Linked DNA regions of Mus musculus: region 2 is linked to region 1. Evidence: chromatin contacts called from public HiChIP or PLAC-seq data. All regions are on one chromosome and are shown on one strand. Each heading gives the region's core, a stretch centred on a gene start, on an enhancer-like site or on the middle of the called end of the contact. The rest is flanking DNA. Distances are from core to core; before and after follow the strand shown.

Region 1 (2,716 bases), core at 116-2,615:
CTCTGGGATTGGTTTTCTGTGTTCATTATTTCCAAAGTTTGAAAAGAATTAAATCTCTATCTCTGCAGGGACTTGTGAAATCTAACTGCACTGTGGTAGGGAAAAAGATGAAACCTTTGGAATTTGTGACTCATAGCAATCAAACCTGGAAGTAGTCATGCAGTCCTTGGTAAGAACATTACTACATGTCGATTTTGTTGTTCCAGCTCTTGCCTAGCACCAGTTTGTCCACTAGTTTAAAAAATATGTTCACAAAGCCATTGTATAAAGAAAGTTGTGCCAGCAAACACCAAAATACCTGACAGAATCAAAGAAGGCAGAGCTTTATTTTGTCTAATGGTTTCAGAGAGGCACAGTCTATCATAGTGGACAAGGGCCATTGGGTGCAACTGTCCATGGTGCCAGGAGTGTGAGGTTGAGCAGCCCTTCACATCTTAGCAGATCAGGAAGCAGCATAAACAGACTGACATCAGTATACCCTGCCTGCACCCGCTAGATCCCTCAAGACTCCACATCCCTCAGAACAGTATTACAACCAGAGAAGGAGGATTCAAAATGTTAGATTGTGTTGGACATTTCAAAATAAGCACAAATCCCTTTCCCTATCCTCAAGATTTCTGGATCTAGGTTTTGAGATAAGCTCTGAGACCGTCACTGTTTACAGTCTAGTAAAAGCCACCACAATACAGCCTCCAGCTGTGTGACTGGTCTTTGAACATTTGCTCCTCTTGTTCTGAGCATGCTTCAGGTTTGGAGGATATGGTCTGTCCATGTGGACATGCTCCTTCTTAACTTTATCTTTCCTTTAGAATTTTCTTTGCGAGTTCTCCAGAGTGTGAGGCTTGGATAGTCCCTTTAAGTTGCCCTTTCCATAGGAAATTAAAAAAGAATTTCACCTAAACCTCTCTTGAGGAAAACAAAGTCTAGAAACAACGACACATGTTCACATGGAGACTTGTGCTTTCAATTGGCTCTCTTTTTTCCCCTTGGCACCCGCCAAAAGAATTGTTATACTGCGAAGTCTGTTGGAAACAGTCTGCTTTAGAAATTCCACCTTAGGTGGAAATGTGAATCATCATAGTTGAGCATTTTCCTGTTTTGCAAAGCCGTCCTTTGGAATCGCTATCACATTCGTGTCTGTACATGGATGGCAGCTTTGCACACAGCCCTTTCCTATTTTATTTTTTTTCTGCTCAGGTACCAAACTTGGTTTTCATGTCCCAATAGACTAATAAGATGGCTTTGTTCCTAATGTTTGCAAAGAGCTGGTTCTCTATCTCTCCGCAGGGACTGGTGAAATCTAACTGTACTGTGATAGGGAGAAGGATTAGGCCTTTGGAATTTGTGACTCATAGCAATCAAATCTGGAAATGTTCATGCAGTCCAGTCCTCTGAAAGAATATTACTGACTGTTCATTTTATCCTCCCAGCTCCTTCCTAGCGCCGGTTCCTGTGATAGTTTAAAAATGTTCACAAAGCTATTGTATAAGGAAAGCCACGCTGGCAAACACCCAGTGTTATAAACATTTATTACCAAACCAAGAAAAACATTTTCATAAATGTTCGAGGAATTTTCCCCCCTTTTCGATCGGTCCTCCAAGGATTTATTGCAACAGCCGCTCCACTAACACACACGTTTGCTAGTGTTCCCCTGACGAGATGGTGTTAACGTGATGACGGGACAGCTTTTAGAGCTTCATGCTTTTTTATTTTTTTCAGACAGGTTTCTTAAATTTTTTTTTTGTTTGTTTGTTTGTTTGTTTCAGTGATGTGTAGGCTGAGTGTCACAAGCGCTCATGACTAGATTATCTTTCATTTTAAAATGAAGAAGTTCATATTTTAGTTTCTTTATGTCATCCTACCCACTTGCTCGATTGAGTTATTAGAGAGAAATTTAAGTAGCTTAATGTTAGTAATTTTCTTGCAAGGGTCGTTGGTGGGCTTAGGCCTCCCTTCCTCATTTAGCTAACAGGACTGATGAAAACAACGTGCTCCAGAGGTGGTAAACTCTAAGCAGATAGTATTTGAAGTATTTCCGCCCAATCTCTCTGGCATGGCATGCTAAGTGGTGGTTTAACGCATATAAAAGTGTGAGTGAGGAGGTGTATTGTTCTGTGAACTTTACAAGTAAGGAAACAAAACCTCCCATAGGATCCACAGGAACTTGCTCACGTCATATGGAGAACATGTGGTCAAAGACTGGCTTCACCCTCAAATGCTTAATGTGGACCTCAGTGCTCTTTCACAAACAGCAAAGACTAGGCAGACTTATATCCATGGATTGCCTTACACGCTCTTAAGTGACTTTTTAAAATCTTTTTTTTTCCTTTTTTTTTTTTTGTTTGTTTTTGAAACAGGGTCTTCATATGTAGCATAGGCAAGGCTTAAACTTGTAAGAGTCCTGTCTCAGCTTCCCAAGTTCTGGGTTTACAGGCATACATACCATAGTGCCAACCCTGTGGTGAGGTATTATAATTAGTCGTACAACTTTAGGAACATAGACACTTTGATATCAACAGTACAGACTCTGAGTCAGTGGGTCTGCCCTGGAGCCTTAAGGCATTGATGGTGTTCTTAAATCACCATCCTTTTACTCTCTCTCTCTCTCTCTCTCTCTCTCTCTCTCTCTCTCTGTGTGTGTGTGTGTGTGTGTGTGTGTGTGTGTGTGTGTATGTGTGTGTGCACCCACATGTATGTGTATATGTGTGTACTGGTC
Region 2 (2,700 bases), core at 151-2,650, 290 kb after region 1:
TCATATTGACATCCTTATCCTATCCCTACCTTCAAGCATTTAAATAAAATGGATGGACAAAAATAAAGATATCAGAGGTGGGGGGAGCCAGCTGAATTTCAACGGACTCTTTACTGTCCCTTTAGAATGGGTTATCATTATCAACGCTTTAAGAAGCATGTATGTAGATTTTTCTCATTGATTTCTTGCTTCATTGCTTTGTATCAGGGAGCATGCTGTCTATGTCTTCTCTGCTCTGGAATTAGTTAGTCAAGCATTATTCTGACCCAGCATGTATGTGATTGAACTTTCCCAACACTCCATGTGTGATTTTTGTTGACATCATTGTCACTTGCTTAGATTATTTTTCAGTCTCATAAGATTATTCAACTTTATGCGTATTTAACAGATCTTTTTTAAAAAGCACATGAAGGCCGACACCTTTATAGCTTGAATTGAAACTGAAACTTGCCACTCATTTTCTTTTCTTTTTAAAAAAATCGACAGGAAAAAAAAGTTCTTAGTGGGAAAGGTCATGGATTAAACTGGACTGGTAAATATTTTGACGATGGTCAACAAAAGACTTGGGTTTGAGACCTTAAACTAGGTAACAAACAAAAGGAAAACATATTTCACAAGAAGCATGTCTTTAAATTGCTGGCCACTGCACTACACCCTGTGGGCAGACAGCAAATACAGTCATTCCTCCTTTAATGAGATCACAGGGCCTGGGACTAACGCCAACATTGTAGACTAATGATGATTTTTAAGGTATTGGGTTATATACATGCTATGGTTTCTGCAGAAACCATTTAATATATGTTATCTAGCTTCCTCAATAATTACCTTTATATACTTATAAGCATTTTAAATCTTGCCTTGGGTATTTAATATTGGCTCTGTGAATCTGTTGAGTTTACACTTGTTTATGGCTGAGTCTGTGCCCTTTCCTTCTTCACTAACTCCTAAGTTGTTTTCACTCACTTCAGGTGGATAAAATAGCAGAGGGGATTGGCTGATATTTTGGTTCAGGAACATTTATTTGTGGGTGCTAATTTACCATCCCTAAGGTCACTAATAAAAGAAATAGAGAATTGTCAATAGTTTAATGCTTTTAACTGGAAGGTGTCCTGCTCTGTGTGTCCAACTGTAACATCTGGAGTCCTTCAAGACTGTGAAACACATTTGCTGATGTGGCTTTTCTTTTCAGACTACCCCGTGAATAGATAGTGTTGTTATACAATGTGTAGAGCATCCTGGGAGAATTACAGCTTAGATTTCTGAAGTTACACAATTATCTCTCGGGGCATTTGAAAGCGGCTGTGGTATTTCAGAAGAAAATGTCTTTTATCTCTAGGAAGGGCCTCCTTTAGTACTGGGAGAAATTCCTGTCAAGCAGATGGAAGGCAGAACTGTATAAACAGTTCTTTGGAAAGCCTGTTAGATTGGAAGAGGCCCTGGCACGTAAGGAGAGTCCATTAACAAGACCGTGAGTTTGAAAATGTGAACAGCTTCTTATATGTACATCCCCATGTTGAAAAGCAGTGTTATTCCTGAAACACTCTCTGCACCGTCTCAGAAACACATGGTTAGTGGACAGGAAGAACACAAAACAGGCTGTTTTTCACATTGTCCTAAAGAGACTGGGATGTGAGCTCTCAGGCTATCAAAAAAGGGGCTTCAAAACCCTCGTCAGGCTTCAATAACACGGTTATACCATGTGAGTCATCAGAGTTGGGGAATGAAAACGTCTGGAAGCAGTTGTGACTAAACCGTGAGGCTGATGCAGATGGATGTCTAGGTGTATTGCTCTATACAGGTCCTACAGGAGGCTTAGACTGTGCATACACAGTCATAAGATATTTCATTTGCAAAAGTACGATGCTTCCATATTCTCGTCCCTGTAGATGGCCTTCAAATTATATAAACTTCCTTCTCTGCAGAAACCAAATCTGTCCTGGTTCCAAGAACAATCACGTTGTGCTTTTGTTCCCTCCAAGCCTTTGCTACAGCTCTGCTCCACGTTGCAGCCGAGTCTTTGCTGCTCCCTTACAGATGGAAAGGGACCAAGTCCACACTTGAAATGGCAAGTGTGCAATGCCCTGATAACTACTTGGAGTAGCTGGTGTGGGGATGCAATAGCTGACCAGTGTAACAGTGCAAACAGTGGAACAGAAAGCTTGGGTGGCCACACGTATAGAAAGGGAGATGTGGATCAATGTGGAAGGATATGCCCACCTTGGAAGAAGAGTTTTATCAAAGCAATGTGTGCGGGGACAGTTGAAGTTAGAGCCATTCTCAGATTACAGAAACTGAAGGTAACAGAGACCAAACTGATATATTGTGTAAGAGCATAAAACCAGCTAGGGGAGTTTACAGGAAGGCAGCTTAAGGCTCCCTGATGTTGCAACCTTCATCCTGAGAGTGTTCCCAAAGAGCCAGAAGTTCCCGTTAAGGAAAACTCAGCAAACACAAGGAAAAGGCGACTTTAATTCATGTTTGTTGAATTAAGGACCCTCTTCTATGAGTGGCTGATGGCTGTCCAGAGATATTGTTTAAGCAAGAAATATCACACTTGATCTTAGCCAAAAGGCAGAGAAGTGATGAGCAAGAAATATCAAAGGAGGTTTGGAAGTCAGCACTTTATGGCTCTCTATCCCCATATGATCCATTCATAGGAAATGCAAATCAGGACAAATCAACATGTGGTGACAGAAGTCA

The links. HiChIP or PLAC-seq counts read pairs in DNA pulled down with a chosen protein or histone mark.
Region 2: an H3K27ac HiChIP or PLAC-seq map of heart atrium shows a contact between it and region 1, with 9 read pairs. The contact joins two enhancer-like sites. A contact is called at or near these places in 1 of 15 datasets of contacts at CTCF or cohesin (the NIH/3T3 cell line) and 2 of 115 datasets of contacts at active chromatin or transcription factors (embryonic stem cells and heart atrium).

The regions. Positions count from the first base shown.
Region 1 is chr15:11,454,081-11,456,796 of GRCm38.p6, forward strand. No RefSeq gene overlaps it. Among named protein-coding and RNA genes, the nearest start is that of Tars, 56 kb to the left of the region's middle. Within about 2 kb of position 1,366, at least 40 of the 459 cell types and tissues checked have an H3K27ac peak or open chromatin away from gene starts, as enhancers often do. A contact at or near this core is called in heart atrium, where this site is marked.
Region 2 is chr15:11,743,796-11,746,495 of GRCm38.p6, forward strand. No RefSeq gene overlaps it. Among named protein-coding and RNA genes, the nearest start is that of Gm34501, 16 kb to the left of the region's middle. Within about 2 kb of position 1,401, at least 31 of the 459 cell types and tissues checked have an H3K27ac peak or open chromatin away from gene starts, as enhancers often do. A contact at or near this core is called in heart atrium, where this site is marked.